Regions from separate parts of the Sus scrofa genome. Here regions 2 and 3 are each linked to region 1. The links are chromatin contacts, called in public HiChIP or PLAC-seq maps. All regions are on one chromosome and are shown on one strand. The core of a region is the stretch at or near the end of the contact, and the rest is flanking DNA. Distances in the headings are between cores, read along the strand shown. Region 1 overlaps COG6 (conserved oligomeric Golgi complex subunit 6). Region 2 overlaps FOXO1 (forkhead box protein O1). Region 3 overlaps FOXO1 (forkhead box protein O1).

Region 1 (4,626 bases), core at 1,205-3,704:
GAAGTAAATATTCCCATTGACAAGAATATGGTTACCATTGGGCTAGAAGGCTGGGGTTATTCAGAAATTTTCTACTGGTCAGCAACATGAAACCCTGGCCCTTTCAATCACTGCATGACTGATATTTGTTTGGGCTCTTCCTTTAGTTTTCTTTTTTTCATTCCTAATGTTATAGGTGATTTTTATTTAAAATTTTTTTACTCTCTTTTGTGTTTCATGTTAAATTCTTAGAGTCAAGGATTGTGCCTTTTCTATTTTAAAATGATGCTACAGTTGGCAGTGCTACTCATGTGCTTGAGAGGTTGAATAGGACAGTACTTCCCAGAGGCGTTCTTAGGCTACAGACCAATTCAAGCTAACCCTAAATGAGCAGACATTCTGTATCATGAAATGCGGTCCCTCGTTTAGATTTTAATTCTACCCTAGCAAATGACCCAGATCTGTTTCAGTTTAATCCCAGGACATCGGTCACAGTTTATCTGTTGACCTGGATCCCCTTCAAGCTAGGAATAGCCATACACAATAGTAATACAGTTTTCATATGCAAGTTTACCTTCTGATGGTATCTGGTAGGGAGAGGAATTTTTCATTCCTGTGTTGTTGAAGATCTTCAGAAATAAAAGTAACCCCAAGCCAGGTGAGATAATTTTTCATCCAAGCCTAGAGAAAAGGGAAACTGAGCTGGCAGTGTACCCAAACAGCATGGAACCTGGGGACTGAAAGTGTAGTAGACAGAGATGCAAGGTGGTTGCCGTGTGGCTCAATTTAGGGCTGGCACAATCTGGTCCATTCCAGCTGGAATGTCTAGCGTCAAGAAGGGGTAATGAGGAGTTCCCGTCGTGGCGCAGTGGTTAACGAATCCGACTAGGAACCATGAGGTTGCGGGTTCGGTCCCTGCCCTTGCTCAGTGGGTTAACGATCCGGCGTTGCCGTGAGCTGTGGTGTAGGTTGCAGACATGGCTCGGATCCTGCGTTGCTGTGGCTCTGGCGTAGGCTGGCAGCTACAGCTCCGATTAGACCCCTAGCCTGGGAAACTCCATATGCCGCGGGAGCGGCCCAAGAAATAGCAAAAAGACAGAAAAAAAAAAAGAAGGGGTAATGAGAAGGCTGTGCCTGGACAAGTTGACATTACCTTCATGGTGGACTGGGAGCTTACTTATATTCATGGAACTCTTAGCAGATACCTGTAAGCACCAGTCTGCTTAGGTCAGAGTACAGCGCACCTGACCTCACCTGCAAAGACTGGCTCAGATGCAGCACTGTCCTCCCAAATAAACTCCCCAGGAGGGTAAAAAGAGAGAAACTTTGGAGCTGGTTCCTACCCTGAGCTGGCTGTTGAAGGAGGAGTGTTGCTTTGGAGCCAAGATAGAGGAACTGCCATGGGTTGGGTAGGAACTGGAGTGAAGGCCCAGTTTCAGGCCCTCAGCTTTGGTCCTGGCCAACTGCAATATGCTTCAGCTTCATGGCCGCTGCACGGCCAACCGAGGATGTCTTTGGACTGCTTGGTGGAATCGTGGTTGTGTTCCAGTAGCACTGAAGGTGACCTTGAGGGATGCATCTGAGTCCCTGCTCCTGTGGGAAGTCTGGAAAGCTAGGAACTGCTTTCAGATTCTAGAAGTAACATCTGGGACTTTGGGGCTGTATCATGGTATCTGGTAGGGAGACGGACAGGAGGCAGGGTGTCAGGAAGTAATGGGACTGGATTTCCTGGTGTTAGGAGCATGTGAGAATATAGTATTTTATTATGGGTCTTCACTAGTCAGTGTTACTTTTCCAGATTTAAAGTGGACTTATCTCTATGATCATTTTCTAGTGACTACTAAGGAGTTTTTTTTTTCATATATATCATACACATTTTAAATTGATGAGTGTCTACTTAAATATCTCTGTCAGAATCAAAAAGGATTAAAGAACTTACCCTAATTCAAGTAGAGCTACCAATCCTTTTCAAATGATTTTTGTAATAAATATTTAGGGTACTGAGAAGAGATTTCAACTGGCAGAATCTGCCTCATGCAACATTTTTCTAGCTATTAGCTCATCCTTAATTTGAACTAATCTATCCACTTAGGGATTGAAGTAGAAAGACCACCTCAAGTCAAAGCAGGAAATGGGTAGAGGCTAGAGTACTCAGAGGATGAAGGATTTACCGCTTTGCTCAGCTTTGGGGAATGAGGGAAATGGTACATCAAACCCGGGGCCACCTCCATACCCTGGGATGTAAATACGATGCACTGTACAGAGGGGGTGATCCCTATGAGGTGCGGTCAGGAGGGAGCCCAGCAGGGCCTCCTTTCTGCGTACACCCCAGGCTCCAGGAAACCCTGTGACAGCAGGAAGCAGAGGAGCATCGAAAGCCCAGAGCCTGGAGGAGAGACCCCTCACGGTGGGGGGAGGGCAAGCAGCTGAGCAAAGGAAGTGAGAAGAGAGGAGGAAGTCAGTTCCCCCAAACAACTGGGCTCAGAAGCTGTGCTAAAGGGAGAAGTTGTCCCCTCCAAGATTCCAGGAAGCGGGTGCAGACCTCTGCAGTGGCAGGAATAGGCAGAGGAAGAAATGTGGAGGCAGATAAAGGGGGCAGCCGGAACCCTGGCTCTGCCTGTTCTGATTCATTCGACTCGGAGTGAAGGATAGTGGAAGCCTGAAAAGGGGCGTGTGGCCCTGGCCGCAGTGGGTGGAGTAGAGGCCAGAGGCGCAGTTGTTAGGACCAGACAATTTAGGAGTCACTTCGCTAGTAAGTGACCACCCCACATGGGGTGAGTGGTGTTGAAACAGGTTTTGCAGAGAGAAAATCATACTCCAGCTTGCACTCGTGAAATTCAGCTTTCCAGCTTGCACTCGTGAAATTCAGCTTTACAGCAGCGGAATTTCAAACATGAAGCTGAGACTCGTGCTTTAAAGCATCCCCAGGAAGAGCCACTCTGTGGTGGCCGCTTGCTTTGGCCCTTCTGATTGAGGTCTGCAGATTCTGGAGATGTTGCTCGATTTTACCCACAGCAGCATGGCTCGTTCTTTGCTGGATTCAAGCAGAACGTTTTCTCGTTGAATAACCAGCTGATGCCTGTCACCCCTTTGAGCGTCTAGCCTACCTGTGAAAAGGAAGACAGATCTCACAGCCTCGCATTCATAATTCACCGACGGGACCTTCTAAAGACACTATTTCATCTGAAAAGCTAAAAGTGACTAAGACACTTAATATTATTAATCACATTATGAGCCCCTAGAGACTGCTTACTGGAAAGTATTTTGGGAAATTTACTGATGGGAAATGGAAGGCACCACAAGTCTGCTGGTTCTCTGCCCATTCTTTTTTTTTTTTTCCCAAAGGTAGGAAATGTCTCTTTTCACTGTGAGATTGGCTCACCACGCTGTGAACTGTAGTGAGTAGACTGGGTCAAAGGTCAGGGGAGTGGAATGAACAAAAGGACATGGTGGTCACTACACAAAGGGCCAGCTCCGGGGGGTCAGGTTTGGTTATAGCAAAGTGCTTTTGCATTGCCTGCCAAGAAGATGGGGTTAATTAGGTAGGAAAGAGTAGGAGGAAACTGATGTTAGTGAAACATTTAACTGGATGCTTTAGCATTTAACTGGATTCAGTATCAGATGGAGTATGTGTGTGTGTTTAATTCTCACAAAAACCCCATGAAATGAGAATCAGTAGCCTCAATTTACAGGTGAGGAAACAAGCTGTAGATTAAGTAAACTTGCCTGGTGGCGCAGAATTATTAAGAGACTTAGGTTTAGAACAGATATCTGACACTGACTTCTATACTTCTGCCCTTTTAAAATAATTCACTCTTTTATTTAGTATTATCTATCCATCTATATACATATATTTATAATTTTATTTAATGAGTGGAGTTGGTATACAGCAGTGCTTCTTTGTGGAATTTCAGGCACTCAGGACAGAGGTGTTGAAAAAAGATATTATGGAGTGGGAATTTCTCAAAGTGCCATGCTTAAAGCTTTCCCTGTGTGACAGCTGTCACCACTCTACAATAAGCAGCTGTAAGCAGAGTGCCTAGTTGCCCTCTCCATCCTCACAGGTCCCCCAGCGCCTGGTGCTCAGTCCGTGGTTCTGTATGCATCTTTCTCTTAACCCTCACTGGGAGGGCTCAGGAATGTGGAACATTCAGAGCAGGAAATTGCACCATCAGCAACATTGTCTTTGAATGTTGACACTTGCTTAAGGTCAGGCCACCCCAGGGACCATCATCATCATCTCGTGCCCTGTGCAGGACCTTGTGCTTCTGGAAGCATTCCAGGTGTGGGAGGTAATGAGGTCTCGGAAAACTGCCTGGCGCCCTGGCTTGTAGAAACATGGCCAGATGGTTTTGTCATCAGCCTTTGTCCACACTATGCTCTGTTTGATGGAAATGGACCAAATGGAAACTCAGATTTACTGAGATAGACGATAATATGCACATGTAGCACATAGGGTTGCTGTGAGCATTAAACAAATAAATACGGGAAAAGCACTGAAAATAGTGTCTCACAAACTGTAAGCACCAATGAAATGTTTGTTATTATTATTGGTATTCTTGACTTAAATGGATATTGTTTCCTAAATGACTTTAATTTTTATAGACTGTTAAAAGATAGAGTGACCTGCAGAAAATTAAGCCCTAA
Region 2 (4,626 bases), core at 1,235-3,734, 700 kb after region 1:
TGTATGTATACAACTTGGGGACATGAAAATGCCTTCCCAAGTTTCCTTTACTCTTCCCTCCTCTTTCATTACTTCTTTAATTTTCCAGATCAAAACCCGGACTGGGAGCCTGCAATCACCTCTGCTTTTCTCCAGTGCCATCTACAGCTGGGCAATTTTATTATACTCTCTCCACCCACCTAAGCCTCTTGGAATCAAGCAACAAGGTCACTGCCCCTGATGCTCTCCGCCTCCCCCATCATCTCATATCTGTGCATCTTCTCCAAGCCCAGAGGATCACATTCACCCACCACCTGCTTAAACCCTAACATTCTATAAAATAGCTGTATTCTTCCAAATTGTCAACTGCATGAAAGATGAAAACTGAGAAATTGTTCAAATCAAAGGAGACATAAGAAGATAACAATTAAATGCATATGCGACCCTGCAATGGATCCTGTACCATGAGAAAAAGAAAGGTACCGTTAAGGACATTATTGGGAAGCTGACAAAAAGTGGAACATAGAATAAAAAACAACATAAAAAGGCTGTATTAGTAATAAATTTCCTAAATATGATAGCTGTACAATGGATACATAAGAGATTACACTTGTTCTTTGAAAATATATATACACTGGAACATTAAGGAATGTTTCAACACCACCTATATAAACAACTCTTGAATGAACTGGGGGAAAATGTGTGGGAATAAGTGTACATCTATATAAATCTACACACACTCAGGCATATAACATAACACAAGCAAACATAACAAATGTTAACAATTGGTGAATTGGGTAAAGGGTGTGTGGAAGTTCTTTAGATTATTCTTTAAACTTATCCTTTTTTTTCATCTTTTTAGGGCCGCACCTGCCCTAAAACATTCCCAGGCTAGGGGTCTAATCGGAACTGCAGCTGCCAGCCTATGCCACAGCCACAGCAACGCCAGATTCGAGCGGCGTCTGTGACCTACACTGCAGCTCACAGCAACACCAGAGCCTGAACCTACTGAGCAAGGCCAGGGATTGAACTTGTGTCCTCATGGATACTAGTCAGGTTCATTACTGCTGAGCCACAGCGGGAACTCCCTAAGCTTATCTTTTGAAATTATTTCAAAATAAATTTTTTTTCCTATTTTTTAAAGCCTCCTGAAGGACATGAGGAAACGTCAGGGATAGGGATGCTCATTATCTTGACTGTGGAAATGCTTCCCAAGTGCACGCATGTGTCAAAGTCCATTGCACAGCACACAAATGAGAACAGTCTGTGTATGTCAGTTACACAACAATACAGCAGTTTCTTAAAAACATACATTCACAGCCCTTTGAGGGTTTCAGTCTTCGTGGGCTCTCACACAACCGTCTCAACACACCTTGTAGGGAGTTCCCGTGGTGGCGCAGTGGTTAACGAATCCAACTAGGAACCATGAGGTTGCGGGTTCGATCCCTGCCCTTGCTCAGTGGGTTGAGGACCCGGCGTTGCCGTGAGCTGTGGTGTAGGTCGCAGACACGGCTCGGATCCCGCGTTGCTGTGGCTCTGGCGTAAGCTGGTGGCTACGGCTCCGATTAGACCCCCAGCCTGGAACCTCCATATGCCGCGGGAGCAGCCCAAGAAATGGAAAAAAGACAAAAAAAAAAAAATCAACACACCTTGTACCCCTGTGGGCCTCTTCTGCACCCTTTACCCTCCCCCTCCCACCGTCCAGATGAACTCACTGAACTATCTGAGCTTGTCGTTCTTCCTCTTTTTTTGCTCATTCTGCTACTACCTCCCGGAGAAGGGACGACAGAATCTGGACTCACAGGACTCAATCCCAGCTGTATCCAGTCACATGCTCAGGTGGCAGCCCAGCTCCTCACCTTGAAATGAGGATTACAGCCACCCACAGACTCGACCCAGACGGGAACTGGCAAGGTGGCTGAGGTTCAAGTTGAGTGAGGTGGCAAGGTATGAGAGCACTTTGTAAACTGAAATAACACAAAACAGTGTTTGGGTGTCATTGCCTCCAACCATTTAAGTCCTGCAGGTTTGACATTCTTCTCAAAATTTTCTCTGAATCACATTCTCTGAAACAGACTCTCCTCTCCCCCAAAATGATGCAGTACTACTGAGATGCTCTGTGAGGCCCCCTATGCTCCACCAGGTTCATCTCGAGTGTCCCTTGTGAATAAGGTACACCTATGCCAACTTCCTCATCTTTCTGGGTCCACCTTGCACATGCCAAGCGTTCAATATCTGAATTCAGTAATGTACTGGACGTCAGTAATTAGACTGTAATCACTGAAAGAGCCCAACCAATAAATGGTGGACGTATGAAGTGGCTGGACGTGGGGCCCACACACCAGCGGCCCTCTTTTCACACACTGGTTGTGGGGCTTGGCAAAAACCCGGGAGGAGACCACAGATCCAGTTTTGCTGTGGTCATCCGGCTCCCCAAGCCCTTGTGGGGCACTGAGTTCTGTAAGAGGAAACTACAGATGATAGGCCCAGGGTGATTAAATGAGTGCTTGGGGAGTGAGTATGCATCATTCTGAAACCAGAGGACCTAGAATGCAGATGGGAACCGGTGGTCAGGAAGCCTCCAGAAAGAACAAGTAGCTGGGTTCAGGCTTTTCTCAGGCTCAGCACACAAGCTCATCAACAGAGGGTGTGATAAGAACTTTTAGTCACATCCCATTTTTAACTTACTAAGACACCACTTTAAAAACACTGATACTATCTTCTACCATTCTACCTCCAAAAAATAAGGGAAGGAGGTTTAAAAATGTAATTAGCTAAATCTGGAACCCCACCAAAATGCTAGGCCCTTTGTTCTAGGAATTCAAGTACTGTTAATTTCAACAGCATGGGGAACTGATGCTGATTATATAGAAAATCTGCATGTCGTTTAAACACATGCAAGCCAGGGGAATCCTTCAAAACAGCCTGAGCCAGTTTTGTCTTTGCTCCTACTGAAGAGCAAAATTATTCGTCAAGGAAAAAAGAAACACTGGTCAACAGCAGAAAAACCAGGAAAGACTTGTCATTTAATGGTTGGTCTGGTAAACAAGTAAAAGGGCCTAACACAATCTATTTATCCCATGAAGTACTGTGAAGACTACATGCTCTGGCAACGGCACCCTGTCATTTTCTTTCCAATCTTTTACATGTGAAGGGGAGTTGCCTGGAGGTACACCAGCAAGACGCCCTCCAGGCCTCCCCCACCCCTTGCTGGAGCTGCTTCAGAAGGAGGACAGAAGAACAGAAGGGGCTCTGCCTCCACACAGGTGTGACTGCTGAGTCCCAGAGGCTTCCTGACTGTGGGGGGATTTTCCGCCTAACACAAATTATGTTGTGGGGGTGGACAAGTGAGAAAGAATGGAGCCTTATGATGAGTAAAGAAATGTGAAGAGGATGTAAAAATAATTATTGCCAAATCTTTCCTCTGGAGTTCTCAGTCCCATGTCCTACAGGGCTGAGAGTGGCTGGGCTTGGGGCCCTATTGGAGGTGGGAGTGATAGCCCTTCACTGTGGTGAAGGGCTCCTTGCCAAAACTTTTTATGCTCCAGCCTCACAGCATAACCAAAGTAGACCCAACAACTGGGGGATAAGTTTAGAGCCACCTTGCCATAAAATATGAATGTGACCTCACCCTATATACCAAAATTAACTCAAAAGAGATCAAGAGTTAAGTTTAAGAACTAACACTATTAAACGCTCAGAAAGTAAGTGTAAATCTTGGTGACCTAGGATTAGGCAATGGATTTTTAGACACAACAACAAAAACACAAGCAACAGAAAAACAGAGGTAAATTGTCTTCAAAATTAAAAGTCTGTTTACTTTCAAGAACACCACCAGTTTCTACATTCAAGTTCACAGCAGTATTATTCACAATAGCTAAAACGAGAACAATTCAAGGGTCCACTTACGGTACAGACATGGAAGGGAATATGAGTCAGCTTTTAAAAGGAAGGAAATTCTGTTATGGGCAACAATATCTGTTTGAAACATTATGTTAAGTGGGAAAAAGCCAATCACAAAAGGACAAGTATTGTATGCATCTTCTCATGAGCTACCTAGAGTAGTGAAGTTCAGAGATAGAGAGTAGAATGATGGTTGCCAGGGACCGAGGGTGGGAGGGTGTAAGGAGTTATTGTTTAATCATCAAGAGTTTTCATTTTGCAGCATGAAAAGAATTCTTGAGCTGGCTGATAGTGATGGTCGTGCAACAATGTGACAGTACATAAAGCCCCTGCACTACACACTTAAAAATGATGAGGATGGTAAATTTTCACGTTATTTCACAATTTTTAAAAGGAGAAGAAAAAATACCACACCACCACCAAGAAAGTGAAGAGGCATCCCACAAAATGGGAGAAATTATTCGCAAATCATATATATAAGGGATTTGTATCTAGACTATACAAAGAGCTCAAACATAAATAACATAACTTAAAAATGGGTACAGGATCTCAATAGTTATTTCCCCAAAAAGATATGCAAATGCTCAACATCATTAGCCATCATAAAAATGGAAAATAAGTCCACAATGAATATCACTTCATATCCACTAGGATGGCTAAAATAAAACAGAGAGTAACAAGTGCTGACAAGGACTTAGAGAAATTAGATCTTCACACCCTCCTGATAGAACTATAAAATGATGT
Region 3 (4,626 bases), core at 920-3,419, 640 kb after region 1:
GTAGGTCAAGTACTCAGCGGTGTGCGGAACATGGTACGCAGTCACCAAGAAGGTATTAGATCCCGTCGTGGGGGCACAAGGTACCGCCCAGTCTGGGCCCCATCCCCTACTCCTACTCACTGGGGTGTGGGCAGGAGCTTAGAGGTATTACAAACACAAACCCACAACTCCAAACACACTGTGGGGGGAGTGGGGCCAGAGAGTCACAAGCTCCAACAGAAGCAGTGGAACCATGCTTCAAACAAGGAAGCCCAAATTCAATGCCCCACTGGCCACACGGGCAACTGACAGCATCTGGAGAGCCTCTGGGACATGTGGACAAGGAAGCGGGGGCTCCTGAGGAGGAGGAGGTGACTCTGATTGCTCTCTGCCTGCAGCACAGACTCTCACTATCTGCTCACTCTGCAGTCTCTGTCATCAGGGCCCTGATCCCAAGTCCAGGAGTGGGTTCTGGACGCCCTAGACACCCAGAGCAGGGCTCTGCGTGTAACCCCCAGACTTCCCCAGCTTCCTCTGCCAAGTGGATGCAGTGCTCAGCTGACCGAGCCCCTGGACCCCTGTGGAACCCCTCTCCCAGACCACGAAAAGGCTCTGGCTGGATGTGTGGTCAGCCAGGGATGCAGCCACAACGCCCACATCCTCATCCATCACTGTGGGATGCAGATGCTGTGTGCCTATCACTGCACCGGAACAAAGCCTCTGCACAGCAGGACAGGTTGGGCCAACACAAACCATGAGCTCACAATTCTTATTAAAAGAAGACAGAAAACAAAAAATGGCGGGGGGGAATCTTACTTTCTCAAAGGCAACGCAAAAGTCAGAGTGAGGCCGGACAGTCAAGGCTGAGAAATCCACGCCCTCTGACCCTCTGTACTACATTCCACCAAGGATTGCAACACAGCAGCTATGTGACAAGCCCTTCTGCCAGGGCCCGGATGAGTGTGGGTCAGCCTTGACCCTGAATGGGGGCTTCGGGAGGGATGCTAGGCCGGTGCGGAAGTGGATGGCAGTGAGGGTTCGCTTCTGTTGCCAAGATTCTGATTCTCCTCTTCCCTTCCCACTTACAGATCTCATCCCGAACTCTAGACCAGCTTTGAGGTCTTCAGGTACATACGAGAATCCCTAAAAAAGGCTGAACACTACATTCCTCTCATGTCCTATTTCGACCCCAGGAACATTCCCCAGACCCTATGGGAAGGTTGTTCTTACACACATGCACACACCACAGCCTCCTCTGCTGGGCCGGCCAACACTAGCAAACCAAGTTCTGCAGTCCTCCTTAAAGCCGCAGGCCTGCCCCAGGAGAGACCTGGAATGAGCCTGTGACAAGCTCTGTAGCCGAAAGTCTGGGCATTTGCACAATATTCCATCCCGACTATCTTGTTCTTTGAACACAATAGACTCACAGATAAGCCTCGATGAGATCTCTGGAGGAAAGGAAGTTTGACTCCGGTCCCTGTCACATTTAGTTAATGATAAAAGGGGAAGATCTTCCTAGATAGTGGCTTCCTGACCGTCTGTCTGCACTGCCTGGGGGAGGGGCTGGCGCTGCCCTACAGACACTTAATTACATCAGATCATCTGCAACTGCAACCAGGGGCCATCTCTAACAAGACCGCAGAATCTGCACCCATGAAATCGTTTCAAAGATCAGGAAGTATATTCACTAACTCAGGTGGGACATACACTAACTTATTAGCACTTAGACGTACCAAAAAGACAAAAAAACAAAAACAAAAAAAAGGCCTCACAGCAATCCCTTACTTATCAAAACATTATGCTACATACTTTCCTAAGAGGACATTTCAGGTCGCTCTTTGAGCAACAGAGCTGTCTCTTAACTTTGCCAACAATTAAAAAAAATTTTTTTTTTCCGAACAGGAAAAGGTTTGCTATGCAGGGCTTGTTACATAAATTCCTGTTTTTCACACAGCCAGTAGGACATTAAAGAAGCTATGATTTCCAATTGGGGGGAGGGAAGTCGGAGTAGGGGGGTGCTGAATAGGTAAAGCTTGTAAACGTATGTGTCGCTATTAACGATGGTACGTCTGCAAATCTCTGCCAGCCGAGGCGGACGCAGCCGAGGCAGGGAAAGAACGGTTCACTGTGATCTGTGCAGAAAGTCACACGCAACCAGCAGTGCTCTGAGCTGTTCAGTTCTTCAACCGTGAACAAATACCACGTGAGGAGAGAGGCTGGGTGTGAGGACAGAAGACTCGTGCACTGTGAATCACTTACCCAAACCCCGAGTTTCTACATGAGACCGTTAGAGAAAAGGACAAATCGGCAACTCCCCTGCACGAGCTGTCCTCCTCTGCAGCCGGGGCTGGCTGCTGGTGTGCAGCTGCTTTCCTCCGCACTCGCCCCGCTGCCACCTGCCACTGGCGTCCCTGGCCACCCCAAGCGGGGCCTGACCCCTTGGAAGTCCGTGGCTCCCAGGGGGAAGGGGTGCCCTGGACACACTGTGCCCTGGCTTGCTCAACCTGCTCTGCTGCTCAGGTGTTCCACTTTGTTCACTCTATGGACTGGATTCCAAGCCTCTTAAAGAGAAAGGGGCTAGAGTGTGTTTTTATTTCCAAATCTCAAAGCCCCTAACAGATGCTCTACACATTCAATCAATGAACATTTTTTGACTGACATCCCTGAAACATCACAGGCAAGGTATAATGCCTTCCACATCTTTTCTCCACCCACTCGTGTACCAACTCACACCAAGTAACTTTTATTGGGACTGATTTATGCTGGGTATAGTGAAGGACATCAGAATGAATTAGTCACGGAGTCTGCCCTCCAGGTGTTTTATGATCTACCTGGGGAAGGAACAAGTCCACCTATCTATCCACTCAGGACAGAAGATGATGCACACAGGGCTGTCCAGGACCTCAACTTTTTCCTGCCAAAGGCTGCCGCCTCCCCACAATTTTTTTTTTTTTTTGCTTTTTTAAAGGACCACACCAGCAGCATATGGAATCGGAGCTGCAGCTGCCAGCTTATACCACAGCAACACCAGATCCAAGCTGCATCTGTGACCTACACCATAGCTCACAGCGACACTGGATCCTTAACCCACTGAGCAAGGCCAGGAATCAAACCCGCAACCATATGGATACTAGCCAGATTCGTTTCCACTGTGCCTGAACGGGAACTCCCCACCTCCCCACAATTTCTATCTCAGCCAAAGTGTCCTTTCCTTCTGGAAGCACTTTCTGAGAACCCCACCCTATCCTGCAGCTAACCTAAGTCCTGGCTGACTCACCACACCTATGGTTCTGCCATGTCTAACTCCCCGCTACACTGTGAGCTGCATGAGTGCAGGGGGCGGGGGCCTCAGCTGTTTTCTTGTGCACAGCATCCTCCCAGCTCCATCACCAAGTAGACACTCAAGGACCTGTTGAATGGATTAACTGGGCCTACATTTACAGGACGCTTGCGCAGATTAAATGAGATTGCGGGTGGCGTTACCTCAAGCACTGTCAGCTGGGGCTGCAGTACTGATTAGGACATCAGCATCCATAAAATAACATGCCTGCGTTTTAAAGACGTACCCATATGACAAACGTGAGTCTCGTTTCTTCATAATCATACCTTGTACTGTTCCTACCAACATGGGGCTTTTTTACATGTCAGTTACTGGAAAAGCAGCCTAGTTTGGGGTTAAGAGTTAAGCTACTTTCTCCTTCACTGGGTAGAGTCTCAGGTGTGGCAGGCAGATGTTAATGAAGAAATTCTGATACTAACACTGGTCGGTTAACACGCTTGCCCACTGTGTCTTCAGACGCCTTCTCAAGGCTGCTGGCATGTGGGTACCACACACAGCTGTGGGCTCTCTGTGCTCTGGACTCAGCCAGCTGGTGATGGGGAAGCAGTGACAGGTGTTAGAGCAGGGCCACTTCAGCAGGCCACAGCCTGGCGTCTCCCTGGGGGGCAGTTATGACTAAGCTCTGCTGGTCCCTACCCTCCTGCTGGAAGAGGCTGGCCCCAGAGACCCTGAAGATGCAGGCCAGGAGCCGCCCCTCCCCAGGATGCGCCAGGCCTGGCTGTCTAAGGCAATAATCAGCCAACCATCAAAGGGCAAGAAGAGAGCATTGTACCTTTCACTCACTTTCCATTTTAATCTCATTTTTTAAAGTGAGCAAATGCATTATATAAAGTACACAATATATTGATTTAGGATACATGAATAAGTGTATAGTATAAAATAAATGAATGTAATATCAAGAAGGGTATGTTATTTTTTACAGCAACATTTAAGACTGCTGGTTGATTTCAGTGAACTTCTATTCTACTAGAAGCCCCAACAAAGATAACCAAGGAAGCAGAACTAGCCCTACTGTCAAACCTAACAAACTCTTAGGTCCCCCAAGGCCTGGGTTGAAGAAATGGCCTGGGGTCCTGCTCTCAGTTTGCTCCTCTCCTCCCCCTTTGCCCTCCTGAATCCTTCCTTCAGACCTGAGCTGCCATGTGGCTCCAGCCAGCCTACCCCTCTCCCTCACCCCCCCACCCCCGCCCCCACCCCCGAGTGCGTGGAGACCACCATTTCTCAGCCTTGACTCTTGCCAACACTGCCACACCCCACTTTCTTTCTGCTGGGGTCCTAAGACAACTCTGGCCTTTGTGTTTTATCAA

Evidence for each region. HiChIP or PLAC-seq counts read pairs in DNA pulled down with a chosen protein or histone mark.
Region 2: an H3K27ac HiChIP or PLAC-seq map of alveolar macrophages shows a contact between it and region 1. The contact joins two enhancer-like sites. A contact is called at or near these places in 1 of 47 Hi-C or Micro-C datasets (embryonic fibroblasts) and 1 of 2 datasets of contacts at active chromatin or transcription factors (alveolar macrophages).
Region 3: a contact with region 1 is called in an H3K27ac HiChIP or PLAC-seq map of alveolar macrophages. The contact joins two enhancer-like sites. A contact is called at or near these places in 1 of 47 Hi-C or Micro-C datasets (embryonic fibroblasts) and 1 of 2 datasets of contacts at active chromatin or transcription factors (alveolar macrophages).

The regions. Positions count from the first base shown.
Region 1 is chr11:14,678,382-14,683,007 of Sscrofa11.1, forward strand. All of the region lies in intron 17 of COG6 (conserved oligomeric Golgi complex subunit 6), which reads left to right. Among named protein-coding and RNA genes, the nearest start is that of COG6, 100 kb to the left of the region's middle. Within about 2 kb of position 2,455, at least 12 of the 83 cell types and tissues checked have an H3K27ac peak or open chromatin away from gene starts, as enhancers often do. A contact at or near this core is called in alveolar macrophages, where this site is marked.
Region 2 is chr11:15,380,402-15,385,027 of Sscrofa11.1, forward strand. The region is part of intron 1 of FOXO1 (forkhead box protein O1); the gene reads right to left. Among named protein-coding and RNA genes, the nearest start is that of FOXO1, 27 kb to the right of the region's middle. Within about 2 kb of position 2,485, at least 8 of the 83 cell types and tissues checked have an H3K27ac peak or open chromatin away from gene starts, as enhancers often do. A contact at or near this core is called in alveolar macrophages, where this site is marked.
Region 3 is chr11:15,323,387-15,328,012 of Sscrofa11.1, forward strand. All of the region lies in intron 1 of FOXO1 (forkhead box protein O1), which reads right to left. Among named protein-coding and RNA genes, the nearest start is that of FOXO1, 84 kb to the right of the region's middle. Within about 2 kb of position 2,170, at least 31 of the 83 cell types and tissues checked have an H3K27ac peak or open chromatin away from gene starts, as enhancers often do. A contact at or near this core is called in alveolar macrophages, where this site is marked.